Linked DNA regions of Mus musculus: region 2 is linked to region 1. A link is a contact called in public promoter capture Hi-C data. All regions are on one chromosome and are shown on one strand. The core of a region is the stretch at or near the end of the contact, and the rest is flanking DNA. Distances in the headings are between cores, read along the strand shown.

Region 1 (7,234 bases), core at 2,613-5,112:
GTAAAGATGTGTCCCGCCTGCGCTCGGTGCTCATGTCCCTGAAGCAAACACCACTGTCCCGCTAGGTGCCCGTCACGAGAACGGCCGCGAAGCACATGGGCCTTGCTGGGGCAGAGGAGCAGCTGCTTCCGCCAGAGTGGAACTTCCTCTGGCAGCTGCCACACACAGCCTGTTCTGTTCCTCTGAATCTCTGGGAGCTAGGAAGTGGGACCCTTACCCCTTTCACCCCACAACTCCTTCCTGGTCCCCTGGCCCAGCCCCTCATGACTCCTGTCAGCCCACTCAATTGTGACTGTCCCTCCTGATGTATTTTTCTTGGCTTAAAGGGTGTGTTAACTCTTTTTACACTTATTTATTAGTATCCTCATTTCTCTGGAAGCCGCAACTGGTGTCAGCGCTCAGTTTGTGCATAGAATTTTCCTAGCTCCGTGTCCTTAAAAGGTGAGGATGTAGTCTTAGAAACCCAGAGCTCGCAGCTGGAAGCAGGAACCCCAACCTGTCTGTGTCTGCTGTCTGCCCTCCAAGAAGAAAGGCAAATTTTCACGAGACAGGGTCTGCAACCTTGCTCTCTGTGATTCTTTAACAAGTCTGAAGGTAGGGACTCTGCTGTCCTCATGTATAGCTGAGAAAACTAAGACTCCCCAAACAGAATTGGCTTTTGTGTAGAAAGGAAGTGAGGCCAGCGTGCTCTAAGGCTGTGTCTAGGCCTGAGTAAGGGTGGCAAATACAGCATCCGCCCAACCTTCTTCCTCGAGAGTGACCAAGACCCTCTTAAGACATGCAGGCCTGCTGCAGTACAGATGTGCCTCCCTCTTCAGCTATTCCCCCCTGTGGACTTAGGATAAGCAACAGTGACCACACCTTCTTCCCCTTCAGCAGAGGCCGTATAACAGGACTTTAAGCCATTACGATCTACATGGTGTTTGAAAAGATTTGGGTAATTGCTAACAGTATTAGTTCCCTAAGATTGCCATTAAAGAATACCAAAAAACCTGGCTGCCTTAGAGCATCAGAAATCTGTTGTCTCAATTCCGGAGGCTAAAAGTCCCAAATTTGGGAACGACCAAGCCACGCCCCCCAGAGATGCTAAGGCAGGACCTGTGCCTCTCGTAGCTTCTAGTAGCTCAGGTATCCTTTGGTTTGCAGATATAGGTCTCCAGTTTTGCTTACACCCTCACATGGCTGTCTGTGTTCATCATTTTCCCATGTATAATTTGTGTGTCCAATTTTTTTTCTTTTTTTGGTTTTTTTGAGACAGGGTTTCTCTGTATAGCTCTGGCTGTCAATCTTTTTTTTTAAATATGGATACGAGGGGCTAGATATATGGTTCAGTGGTTAAGAGCACTGGCTGCTCTTCCAGAGGTTCTGAGATCAATGCCCAGCAACTAACTACATGGAAACTTAAAACCATCTGTAATGGGATCTGATACCCTCTTCTGGCATGCGTGTGTACATGCAGAGAGAGAGAGGGGAGTGGGGAGAACTCCTAAATAAATTTTAAAACAATGGATACCAGTATTACTGGATTAAAGCCCACCTTAAAGACTGTATTTTAACTATTGATGGTCATGGCTGTAAAGTCCTATTGCCAAATAAGGCCTAAAAAATTAAGAGTTGGAGTTCGACTTTTAAATGTATTTTAGGGGGTGGGGGCATCATAACACTAGGTGGACATTACCTTTAAATACGGCACCATCTTCAGCTCCTTATGCCCTGTTCTTGCATCCTGAGGGCTTCACAATGCAGTGTTCCACACTGGCAATATGCCTTGTGGTTAAGATCATGATGGAGATACAAACACCTAGCTCTAGTCACGGACCTTCCACTCAGAGATTGAAAACATGTCAGGGCCCAAGAAATGTATCTTCACTTTCTTCCCTTTCCCCTTCAGGAGGTATTCAGAGAGGCAGGGTGACCCATGGGAGGATTCGGTTCCTCAAAGCAACACAGTGACTACAGATCACAAATGCCTTTGAGACGCCTGTGTCAAAAGCTGGAGTGGTAAAGAGATCAGCAGAGTGGAGGGTCGCAGAGGAGGCTGCACCGGAGTAAGAGAAGTAGTCAAAGAATGGTGGTGGTGTGTGTTTGAACATCCTGACTCACAACAGGACCACGACAGGCCTCATCTACAGGCTACAGAAACTTGGAAATTGCTGGCAAACTTTCCCGTATTACATCAAACAGCTCACTGAATTAGAATCCCAAGAATGAACATTTGGGAATCTCTACTTTTAACCAGTGCCCCAAGTAACTTGACAGTGCCGAGGAAAGTTTGGATAGCACTAGGCTCTATGTTCCTCTTTCACAACTGGAGAATAAACCTCCGGCCTCACAATCACTATGTACTGTACTGCTGAGCTGTACCCTCAGGCCATTTTAAATGATACAGAGTCTAAGTTACTCTACTGAGTGATCTTGCATTTTTTTTTTTTTCCGAGACAGGGTTTCGAGACAGGCTCTGTATAGCCCTGGCTGTCCTGGAACTCACTCTGTAGACTAGGCTGGCCTCAAACTCAGAAACCCACCTGCCTCTGCCTCCCAAGCGCTGGGATTAAAGGCATGTGCCACCACTGCCCGGTGATCTTGAACTCTTGAAGTCATGTGCAGTCAGGCAAGATTCTTTCTTCTCCCTCAACCTTCAGAACAGTTAAGGCAATAGGCATGCACTGTCAGACCTAGCTGATTTTTAAAGGCCAGTCCTACTGACAGCCTGTTCCCTCTTAAAAATTTAAAGGAAAAATCATGGTTTTGATCGTAGGAATGAGATTAAGAAATAGTTCATCACATACAAGTGTAATAAGCTTTTATTAAGTAATTAAGGGGACGCATCACAAATAGAAGCATGCAACCCAACTGAAATGAACCTGGGATTTTGGGAGCGGGAGGGGGCAGCGGTGGAAGCGCAAATCAGTTACAAAATCGGCCACTTCCTCACCCAAATGACAATAAGGTCCGGTCTGAAACGGAGGGAGCAAGTCTGACAGGGATGTCTGTTGTTCCTGGGTTTTGTAATGGTTTCCATGGCGCTTTAAGACCCGGCTATACTCAGGCTTGAGACTTCATAGCAGATGCCGCTAACCCCAACAAGATGGCTACGACCGTGAAACCCTGTGCAGCGATCCGGGTGCGCATCATGAGTTGGGATCGGTGGCTCTGGCCGCGGTGGAAGCAGTAAAGGCCATAGGTGAGGGCAGCCGCCGTCCCCAGACAGCCTGGGGAGAGGACAACACACGCGGGAGGCAACAGGTCGGGTCCTGCAGGTCCCTTAAGGATGTAGCCCGTCCCAGCTTTCCCAGAGCCACAACAGGAGGGCAGTTCTACAGTCTGCTTCATCTAGTCCCAAGCCCCGCAATGCATTCCGATTCGTTTCAGTCACCCCCCACCCCGCACCGTCATTTCGTCACACCTCTGGTCCGCTCCCCTTCCCAAACCCCAGGCTTACTTGATCCACCCCTATTTCCTTTCCCTACGAAACCGCTGTCCTCTCGGTCTTCCGTTCCTACAGCACACACTTACCTATAGGCACCATTGGGTTCTCACGGGTCTTGCGAATAAACTTTTCCTTAAAGCCCTCTGGGTTGGAGTAGACCGTGGGGCTGAAGCCCTCGATAACTGGGGGCTTGGACGGATCAAAAGGCGCCTCTGGACTCACAGGACCGGGAGCCGCCATACCCACCAGCACAGAAATAGGTAGGACACAAATCCGGACACCGGACCCCGCCTTCTGATGAGGTCACTACGGGGCGGGGAAATAGCTTGCTGAGTGTAGCACGCAGGCGCCATTGCCCGTTGCTTTCTGGGAGTTGTAGTAAGTGAATGTGGAGGCACTAACTACTAAAACTACATTTCCCAAGAATCCTTGCGCGCACGGGTGGACGGAGACTATTAACACGCGGCTCTGAGAGCGTGGTTCTTGAGTTTGAGCTGCTGTTTCAAGGGTTTGAGCTGCTGTTGGGGCAGTTAGCGAGATGCCCAAGGCTAAGGGAAAGACTCGGAGGCAGAAGTTCGGTTACAACGTCAACCGAAAGCGTCTGAACCGGAATGCTCGTCGGAAGGCAGCGCCACGGATTGAGTGGTGAGGGGCCAGTTTGGAGGCGGGGGCCTGGGCTGGGATCTAAGGTGAGGTGACAGAATCTCGATTTCTCTCTCTCTCTTTGATGTTAGTTCCCACATACGACATGCCTGGGACCACACCAAATCCGTGCGGCAGAACCTGGCGGAGATGGGGTTGGCCATGGACCCCAACAAGGCGGTTCCCCTCCGTAAGAAGAAGGTACTGATAACGCAAAGCACTTTCCCCATCTCCACACTAGCCGCTTCCTATTTTCCTTCCCACCTGACGTTCCTTCACTGAGCAGAGTTTCAGAATTTGTTCTCTCTCTCTCTCTCTCTCTCTCTCTCTCTCACACACACACACACACACTTACTTCCCATATTTGTGATAAAGTCATTTTGCTTGCACTAATTCTGGTCAAAGACCTTTAACGACCTCCTTTATTCACGCCCCCTCCTCTGCTTACCATTTCTTCTCAGGTCAGTGGAATTTTCTAGAATGTATCTTTTTCTGTCCCCCAGAGCTTGAGGGGTTTTTTTTGTTTTGTTGTTTTTTCGTTTTTCGAGACAGGGTTTTTCTGTATAGCCCTGGCTGTGCTGGAACTTACTTTGTAGACCAGGCTGGCCTCGAACTCAGAAATCTGCCTGCCTCTGCCTCCCAAGTGCTGGGATTAAAGGCGTGCACCAACACCCCCCGGCTTACCCCAAGAGTTTTTTTTTTTTTTTTTTTTTTTTTAGTAAAATTATAACTAAGCACTGGCAGGTAAGTCCTCCCCATGAAGAAGCTATCGGACATGGCTCCCTGTAACTTATAAAGCGCTCTTCATGCACATGGTTTTTGTGGTGCTACTACACAGCAGAGTAAGGAAAGCATAGATATAGGCAGAAAGATGAATTGCTTGTTAAAAATATTACTGTGGGTGTCATATGCAACTGTATGAACATATCATGTGTGGTGTGACATGTGAGTGTGAGCATTAACATACCATGTGTGGTGTGACATGTGAGTGTGAGCATGAGCATACTGTGTGTGGTATGACATGTGAGTGTGAGCATGAACATACCGTGTGTGGTGTGATCTGGTTCTAGTGACTTTGGGCAAGGATTTTCTGATACAAGACATAGTTGTGTTTCCATAGGGAATGTCCTTCCCTAACGTTGGTCAAACTCTGACCAAAGGTGCTTGTCTGTTGGTCTCAAACCTGTTCTTTACAGGTAAAGGCCATGGAGGTAGACACGGAGGAGCGACCCCGGGATCTTGTACGGAAGCCCTATGTGGTAAATGGTGAGTGTGGGCTGTGTTCTTCTACCGTCCTGTCCTCTCTCATGTAGAAAGGGCACTCTGACTCTTCACTCTACAGCCAGAGAGCCCAAGATTCAAAGAGAGAGAAACGAAGAAGTCCAGGGTTCACAAGTAGTACTGTGCCCTGGCTGAGTTGTTTTCCAGCTAATATTGATGAGATTTCAATGGATGAACTAAGGTAGTAGACGCTCATACAAGCTAGAACTGGGTGTCTGAAAGGACGAAGAAGAAGGTCTCAGGCTTGTGCCCAGTTTCTCATGACTCGAGAGCTTGGCCTGTCATTTAGTCTGTCCAGTGATACATTTACTCCCCATGTGTTCCTGCTGTAGAGAGAGGCACACACCCTGCAGGAAAGAGAATATTCTTTGTTTGTTTGTTTGTTTGTTTGTTTGTTTCAAGACAGGGTTTCTCTGTGTAGCCCTGGCTGTCCTGGAACTCACTCTGTAGACCAGGCTGTCCTCGAACAGAAATCCTCCTGCCTCTGTCTCCCAAGTGCTGGGATTAAAGGTTTGCGCCACCACACCGGGCTGAGAATATTCTTGAATCCTTGCCTAACCTTTTCCCTACCTGTTGTAGGTTTATTGTGTGTGTGTATTTTTTTTAATTAATTTATTTTTATTGTATGCATATGGAGTACACTGTAGCGTGTTCAGACACACCAGAAGGGGGCATCGGATCCCATTACAGAGGGTTGTGAGCCACCACCTGATTGCTGGGAATTGAACTCAGGCCCTCTGGAAGAGCAGTCAGTGCTCTTAACTGCTGAGCCATCTCTCTAGCCCCTTGTCATTTTTTATTTGTGTGTTGGAAATTGAACCCTGGGCCTCTTGAATGCTAAGTGTACACTCAGCCTTATAGCCATACCTCCATTCAGGTGATTTTATTTTTTCACATCTCCTGATTTGAATAGACAGATGCTTGACATGAAATTATTTTGAGTCTTCTATTTGGCTGGTTCACATTAGAATTTTCGACAGTTCAACGAGGGGACCTACACCCTTCTGGAAATATTCACAGCCACATATACTTAAGGTGGTAAGGTAATTGTGTTTGATTTTTTTTTGTTTGTTTTTGTTTTTTCTTCTAGATGTAGTCTATGTTGCCCTGGCTATCCTTGAACTCACAAAGAACAACCTACCTCCGTCTCTTAAATTCTGGTGTTAAAGGCACCTGTAAGAATTTTTCTAAGATTTAAATTGTAGCTGAAAGAATTACATAAAATTTACCTTCTTGGCCCTTTTATAATGTATAGTTCTGACCCGGCAGTGGTGGCACACGCCTTTAATCCAAACACTTGGGAGGCAGAGGCAGGTAGATCTCTGTGAGTTGGAGGACAGCCTGGTCTACAGAGCAAGTTCCAGAACAGCCAGGACTACATTGAGAAACACTGCCTTGAAGAAAAAAGTACAAGTGTGTTGGTACATATATTCACACTGCTACATAATACAGCCCTGACATTGTTTTTGCAAAGCTGGGACTGTCCAACCACCAGGTCAGAGATGGTTTTGACTTTAAGAAGTTTTAGTTCCTCACGCTTAGATTGGTTCTGACCACATCATTTCTGTGTTTTGCCCATTTGCTTAGCGTTTATTCTCCTTGCCGTCCTGGAGACTGAATTAGCATGAAAGCGTGCTCTGCTCCTGAGCTGTACTCGAATTCTGTCTGGCTTTTATTTTTCTTTTATTTGTCAGTTTCATTTGTTTTTTGTTTTTTTTTAAAGATTTATTTATTATATGTAAGTACACTGTAGCTGTCTTCAGAACTCATTACGGATGGCTGTGAGCAACCATGTAGTTTTTGGGATTTGAACTTAGGACCTTTGGAAGAGCAGTCATTGCTTTTAACCGCTGAGCCATCTCGCCCCCCCCCCCCCCACAC
Region 2 (7,234 bases), core at 2,714-5,213, 200 kb before region 1:
ACGTATTCCTGAGCAAAGTCGATAAGGTTCTGAAGGTCGAGATCATCCCGGTAGGCTTTGACATTGTTGTTGATGAAGAGATTAAGTTGGTCTCGGATCCAATCCTTGAAGACGAAGGCCAGGATCCCCGCGGCCAGCTCCAGGAAGAAGATGAGGCCGAGGAACACAGAGAACTGGGTTGGGGGCACACAGATGATGGGCATTGAAGAGGCGTGACTTCTGTGGACAGGGAAGCGCTCCCACTACCTCTGCCACAGGCTTCAGGCTCCACCCTCTATTACTCAAGTGCTGCCCCCTACCGGCCCTGCTAGGCTACCACTGAGCTTGCTCCCTGCCCCTTAGCACCTTGTTCTGTTGCTAAAAGACAGCGCGGTTTTACCTGTTCCTTGTCTGGTCACCCTGACTAGGCAAAAACTGAACGGAAAGAGGTTAGGAGTCTCTGGTGGATCTGGGGTAGAGAGAGACTTAGAGAAAGACTCACGAACTTGAGCAGGAAGGTGTTTTCCCGGAGGGCCCCAATGCAGCCGGCGAAGCCCAACACTGACATGACTCCCCCCACCACCACAAACAGCCACACGGGGTCAAGACCGCCCAGATCTGTCAGCGCCGAGATGTTGGAGAGAACGCCCTGCACCGGGGAGCAGACAAGTGTGAGGGAGTGACACCCCTCCCCCTCCCCCTCCCCCCTGGGCAGCCCCTCCCTCTTACCTTCTCACCCCAGGCCCAGAGGCCAATGGCCAGGAACAGGGCTCCCAGCACCTACAACAGCAGGGAGAGTTCAGGGCTGGGACCCAGCACCAGGGCTCTTGACCACCCTTGATCCATCCTTGGCCATCAGAAAGCTGAGAGACATGCCCCACCCCCACCCCATCCCCAAAGCTGTGAATGGGACTTAGCCCCGCCCCCACTCCCAAAGCTGTGCATGGGACTTGGTAGTGCATCAAGCAAGGACACTGTTCAGGGCGTCTTTCCCGCAGGAACAGAAGCTACCTCAAGCCTCAGGCTGGACAGCAGACTCTTCCTGGAGTCTCTGAGGACTCTCTCAACACGGAGGAAAATTCAGAGAGGCCCCAGTCTGGCTCAGAAAACATCTGGCCTCAAGCATGCTTGTACCTTTGTTTTGGCTTTTTTTTTTTTTTTAAAGATTTATTTAATGTATATGAGTACCCTGTGACTGTCTTCAGACACACCAGAAGAGGGCATTGGATCCCATTCCAGATGGTTGTGAGCCACCATGTGGATGCTGGGAATTGAACTCAGGACCTCTGGAAGAACAGTTAGTGCTCTTAACCCGCCCCCAGCCATCTCTCTAGCCCTTATTTTGGCTTCTTGAGATAGGGTCTCATCGCAGTAGTCAAGGTTGACCTCACTAGGTAGCAAGTGATGGCCATGGGATCTTTGCCTTTTCTGGATGCTCTGTCTGGAACTCTTCACCCTCTTGGTTCTCCTTGCCACTCAAACCCCAGCTGCCCACCGCCCTCTCCAGACACTTAGGCATCTGTTTATTTGCTCGGTATTTCCTCTATGCAGGGGCAGAGAGGGCAGAGAGCAGGGCTAGCCTGTCCTCTAGTGTGCTCACAGGGCTAACAGTGCTAGGGCACTGAGGTGTCTGAAACAGGTGAGGGTGGGGTGTAGACGTGCGTGTCTGGAGCCAGGGAGATGTCAGGGTCCCGGAAAGCTGAAATAACTGTGGAGAGGAACTAGGTAAGAGGCTAAACCCGGGGTGAAGAGCACAGAAGAGGCAGAGAGAGGCTGATCAGGAGGCTGGGACATTTGTCAAAGCAGCAGGAGGAGGAATGAGGCTAGGTTGAACAAGGAGGGGTTTGGGGAAAACAAAACATTAGCTGGTCTCTTGTCCAAAGATGAGATGAATCAGACGGGATGAGACAGGCGACATGATGCTTGGGGTAAGCCCCCAGAGCCAGCACAGAGAAGCCATTTTCAGGGAGGATACAGTAGGGGACAGAACCCAGCACCAGGGAAGGAAAGGGTGGGTGGGGGTGGGGTACTAGTAGTCTCTCTCTCTACTCTCTACTCTCTCTGATGGTGTGCCTTCCTCAAATGAGCTGCTAGGGGTCAGAGATAAGAGGGTGGCTTGCCTTGACCATCAGGGCTCTCCAAGCAAGGAACTGAGGCTAGACAATGAGAAAGATTAAGGTGCCATCGGGAGAACAGGCTGCCCAGACGACACCTAGGTGGTGTCCAGATGGCATACGTAGAGCTGGACAGAGAGGCACAGACCTATAATCCCACATTTGGGAGATGGGACATCAGGAACCCAAGGTCCCAGATTCCTTCCCATCTCCAGATGCTCTGTCACCTTTTCATACACCTACAGCCAACGAGAACTGATCCAACTCTGCTTTAAAACCCTGCCTGCCCCCATGCCACCCAAGCATAGGACCTTAATGTTCTGTCCATCTTTACTCCCCTGCCCAGGCGCCCCACCCTTGCCCAGGAACAAAGCTGGGACTTTCATCCCCCTACCCCCAGAGTTACTTAGCCTCTCTTCCTTCCCTCCACCCACTGATAATCATGTTTCTCGAGACAAATAATTTAAGCTCTTACCGTCTATTCATTCAGTCCCCTATCTGTAAACTACAGATAATAATAAGGCAGTCGGGAGAATGTGCCTCATCAGAATTCATGTGTTACTAAGCTGGGTGTGATGGCTCACACCTGTAATCCCAGCACCCAAGAAACTCAGACAGGAAAACTGCAGCAAATTGCAAGCCAGAATGGGCTAGAGTGAGACCCTGTCTCAACAACAAAAAACTCTCGTTTAATCTAACAACCCAGAAGGATAAACTCCAATACTGGCTCCTCCAAGGCTGGAAAGCTAAAGCCCAGAGAGCAAAGAGGCTCGCCCAAAAGCCTCTGGACAAGGCCTGCTACACTCAGGCCCTTTGACTTCCAGGCCAGCGCTCCCTGTAGCTGCCCACACCCTACAGAACAGAAGACTGCTGACATCCAAGGACACCCACCACAGGGCAAACCCGACGGCTCGTGGGTGGAGAACAGAGCCGCTGAATCCTGCTGAATGCAAGTGGGAAAGGCCTGGCATAAAGGACAGCAAGCACAGCCCGGCTTTGGCGATAGGATGGGGGAGGGAGAAGAGAAAGATGACTTGGCAGGACCAGGACACAGATGCCACACAGAAGGAAGCCTCTGTTTGTTTGGTCAGCTATGGAATGCTGAATTCTGTTCCCAAGGGACAGTTCCCTGTTCTCAACTGGAGCTCCTCTCCCTGCAGAGGCAGAGGCCTTGGCTTTCCTCTCTCCTAACCTCCTGGCTCACAAGCTTCTGAGCGTCTGTAGGGTAGACTCGGGGCTAGGACCCAGCCTCGCGAACCTCACCGCACCATGCTGGGAGCTGGAGTGGCCGGGAGGCGGGGCGGGGCTGGTCCGCAACTACCGCGCCCCTGCAGTCTTCCGGCAAACGCCGCCCCCTTTTTCGCCCAAACTTGGGGCTGCAAAGAGAGACTCCCAGCACCTCCTGCTGGGACTGGGTCCCGCCCCCCAGCTATCCCAGTAGCTCCCCAGAATAGTTGGGGACGGGGCATCGGGGTGGAGGGGGTGGGGGACAGTCCCTGGTCGCAAGCTCCTGAGACGGGATCTCCCTCACCAGCAACTGAGACTCCCTAACCCCTATCCTCAGCGCAGAGCGAGAAGCGGACTCGCGCTCACCCAGAAGACAATGTTGAAGCCAAACAGGAAGTATTTCCCGCAGCAGCCGACCTCAGGGTCCTGGAATTGCTGGTGCTTGCCGGGCATGGTGAGCGGCCACCTGCCGTCCCGGGAACCCGAGCCGGTGACCGGCCCAGCCCTCTGCGGGCCGCCCAGGCCTGGAGCAGCCCCGGGCCTAGCCCGGTGGCTGCGGCTTCATGGTCAAAGCCACACAGCTCACCGGCTGCCCCGCCCGCTGTGGCACCGCCCACGGCGCTCGGACAGCCACACCCGGAGTGCGGTGCCCTCATCCGACCCCGCCCTCCAACAGCGCTCCGGCCCCGCCCACAGTGTCAGTCCACACCCCGCCCCAGCAAGGCTCGGTCTTCTTGGAGCCCCGCCCACGACCCCGTCCCAGTCAAGTTCAGTCCTCACGGGCCCCGCCCATAACCACGACTCCGCCCCCAGCCGGGCTTAATCCTCTCAGGCTCCGCCCATGCCTAGCCGCTGTCCTCCCGCAGTCCCGCCTACGCCCCGCCCAAGGCTCTGCCCTAGCTAACTTCTGTTCTCGAGCTCCGCCTCTAAACCGGGTCCCGCCTCTGATGAGCCCCAAACCCCGCCTCCAACCGGCCTCAGTCCTCCTGGAGCTCCGCCCTACTCAGCCTCAGTTCTGAGCCACAGTCGGCCTTCTTGGAGCCACGCCCAAGACATCCGTCTTTTTTTTTTTTTTATGGTCCACAGGTCTCACTTCTCCCCAAGACCCTGCCTCTGGGCCAGGCTTTGGCTACACCCCAGTCACACTCAACCCCTTGCAACCCCCACCTCTGAAGAGTCCCCGTCTCCTCTCTAAGTCCGTCCTCCAGTTAGCTTCTCTCAAGTTCCCCAAGTCCTCCAGAGGCCCCAGATGAGCCAACTGGCAAAGCTGGTGAGCCAAGTGTGAATAATTACAGTGGATCTCCAGTCTAAGATTCAAGAACCAGAGGAGTCCACTCCCCAGGGATAAGTGGTTGGGAATAGTGGGACCAATGAACAGTGCCATGCATTCACACACAGTGTAGTTGAATACAAACAGGCTGGCGTGCCATGCCACGCCTGTTCTGTTTTGCCTATTCCTATGGTCGCCCTGTCCCATACCTACTTGACTGCCTTGATACCTGGGATTCACCAGAGTCCTTCTGATGCAAAACAGGACAGAGCAGATGCAGGTTTAGGTACGTCTGATCTTAAATATTTAGATTCCAAGTTTGTTCCAGAAGTGTTTATTTAGATACAGAAAGGGCCTTAAGCATCATCAGCATCAAGTGAATCCCTCCTAACAAGACCACGGTGAAGCCTAACTACCACTGTAATCTCTTCACTCATGAAGGTTTATCCATCCATCATTTCAGCAGGAGGAGACACACAGAATCCATAGGACTGTCTTCAGATGGGAAGGCTGTGCAGGGCATTCCCAGTTCCCAGTCCTACCTGTCTTTACACAAATTCCTCTCTAACCTAGTCCATACTTGAAGGGGGGGGGGAGGAGAGAGGGAGGGAGGGAGAGAGGGAGGGAGGGAGAGAGGGAGGGAGGGAGAGAGGGAGGGAGGGAGGGAGGGAGGCAGGGAGACAGGGAGGGAGGGAGGGAGAGAGGGAGGGAGAGAGGGAGGGAGAGAAGGAAGGAAAGAGGGAGGGAGGGAAAGAGGGAGGGAGGGAAAGAGGGAGGGAGGGAGAACCCAATCACAACTGGTCCAGGGAAGGAACAGGTGTTAGGATGGGTACCCAAGCTACAGATCTGATGAGGGTAACCCCATAATCAGCCTTTAAGCTCACAGAGAACTGAACTCCTAACCCTTAATATCAGTGGCCTGGAACCATCCTCCCAAGACAGAAGAGCCTGCCTCAGGAGTCTCCTGTCCTTGTTTGGCAGGGTTGTGCCAGGACTTTGCTTTACCCTGCCCTTGGCAAATGGCCACGTACAGGGCTAGCGATTGAGAGTAGTTTATAAGCATTGGCCAGCTGCCATGAGGCCTGAGCCCAAAACATGCTGAAGAAGTTATTATGGATGCAGGCACAGTGATGAGCTGTGGCAGTCCCAGGTCTGTAGGCTGAAGCAGGAGAGTGGCTTAAGCCCACAAATACGAGGCCAACCTGGGCAACAGGTAAAACCTTATCTAAGGAGTGGTGCTTATACATGTTCCAAGAGAGGTAAAGAACCAGGCTGTCTGCCTCCCCCAAGCCCTGCCCCAGAATCCACAGTGCAGTATAGTCTTCCTTGTCCATCAAGCAGCAAGATGAGGGTGCCCACTGAGTAGTGGCTGAAACCGGTCTCACACCACAAACTTGTTTGCTAAGTTGTTGCTCTTGGCAGCAGTGTCTGCATGGGCCTGGTACCCAATGATGGTCTTCGTAGAGATGCCCAGGCGCTCTTTGTATATTTGCCTAATGTTGGAGACAGGGTAAAATGGCAGACATAACCCAGGCCCAGTTCTTCTGTTCAGATATATCTCCCTGGTTCCAGCTCCAGCCTCACCCATTTTACATGTCTTACTCATAGACCAGTACCTGTCATAGAATCCCTCAGTGAAACTGACAACTTTAATTAAAAACAGTTTGGGTCTAAATTCCTACTTCTTTTATACAAGTGGGTGAGGAAGAAGGGAGAGCAGGTCTGAAGGGTGCCAGAGGTTTCCCTTGCAGCCCCCCAGTATCACCAGGGTCCGGGGGAGGATTCTCACCCGATCTGCATCACTCCGGCTTTGTCCTCTGCTTCACTCGTCCACAGGGCAATCTTGTCCCTCTTCGTGCGGATGTTCACGACAGCACCGCACACTTCCCTGCTGTATTCCTCAAAACAATTCCCAACCAGACACAGCAACTGAGCCCCGAGAGGAACAAACAGTAAGTGCCCCGGCTTGGATATAGGGTCCACCCCACCAGCTTTGAGACCTCCTGAGACCCATGCCTATATCTCTTCCCCTGCCCTCCACTCACCGTCTCCAGCCACAGACGGTCCAGTTCGAAGTGGCGCAGTTGTTTGTCAATGCTGAGCAGCCAGCGGCCACCCTGCTTGTTTCTGTTGTCTTCCCACATGGGCAGGATGCCTTCCTGTGGGGAGAGCCTGATCAACCGCCTCCCTTTGGTTTTTTTGTTTGTTTTTTTGGTTGCTCAAGACAGGGTTTCTCTGAATAGCCCTGGCTGCCCTGGAACTCACTCTGTAGACCAGGCTGGCCTCAAACTCAGAAATCCGCTTGCCTCTGCCTCTGCCTCTGCCTCTGCCTCCCGAGTGCTGGGATTATAGGCGTATGTATGTCACCACGCCCAGCCTCCCTTGGTTTAAAGGAAAGTAGACACCAAGCTTCCTCTGCACAGAGCCTAGTCTGCTCTGTACCCAGGACTTAATTAAGCATGCTTCTCGGGGCTGGTGAGATGGCTCAGCAGGTGGGAGTACTGACTGCTCTTCCGAAGATCCCGAGTTCAAATCCAAGCAGCCACATGGTGGCTCACAACCACCCATAATAAGATCTGACGCCCTCTTCTGAAGCATCAGAAGACAGCTACCATGTACTATATATAATAACAAATCAACCTTT

Evidence for each region. Capture Hi-C pulls out chosen DNA fragments and counts their contacts.
Region 2: a promoter capture Hi-C map of pancreatic islet shows a contact between it and region 1. The contact joins the promoter of Tspan17 here to the promoter of Nop16 in region 1. A contact is called at or near these places in 5 of 39 promoter capture datasets (cranial neural crest, frontonasal cranial neural crest, maxillary cranial neural crest and 2 more), 1 of 484 Hi-C or Micro-C datasets (embryonic stem cells), 2 of 115 datasets of contacts at active chromatin or transcription factors (memory CD8 T cells and pancreatic cancer cells) and 3 of 9 other capture datasets (adipose tissue, liver and pancreatic islet).

Annotation. Positions count from the first base shown.
Region 1 is chr13:54,586,702-54,593,935 of GRCm38.p6, reverse strand. Nop16 (NOP16 nucleolar protein) reads left to right here and starts at 3,862. Exons shown (of 5, transcript NM_178605.4): 1 at 3,862-4,075; 2 at 4,165-4,273; 3 at 5,269-5,338. The coding sequence starts at 3,969. Higd2a (HIG1 domain family, member 2A) reads right to left here and starts at 3,705. Exons shown (of 2, transcript NM_025933.3): 1 at 3,517-3,705; 2 at 2,789-3,212. The coding sequence starts at 3,670. The coding sequence ends at 3,046. Cltb (clathrin, light polypeptide (Lcb)) reads left to right here. Exons shown (of 6, transcript NM_001347512.1): 6 at 1-1,550. The coding sequence ends at 65.
Region 2 is chr13:54,786,134-54,793,367 of GRCm38.p6, reverse strand. Tspan17 (tetraspanin 17) reads right to left here and starts at 3,963. Exons shown (of 8, transcript NM_028841.3): 1 at 3,687-3,963; 2 at 709-759; 3 at 482-628; 4 at 3-173. The coding sequence starts at 3,773. Eif4e1b (eukaryotic translation initiation factor 4E family member 1B) reads right to left here. Exons shown (of 7, transcript NM_001033269.3): 5 at 6,636-6,749; 6 at 6,380-6,519; 7 at 4,909-6,083. The coding sequence ends at 5,972.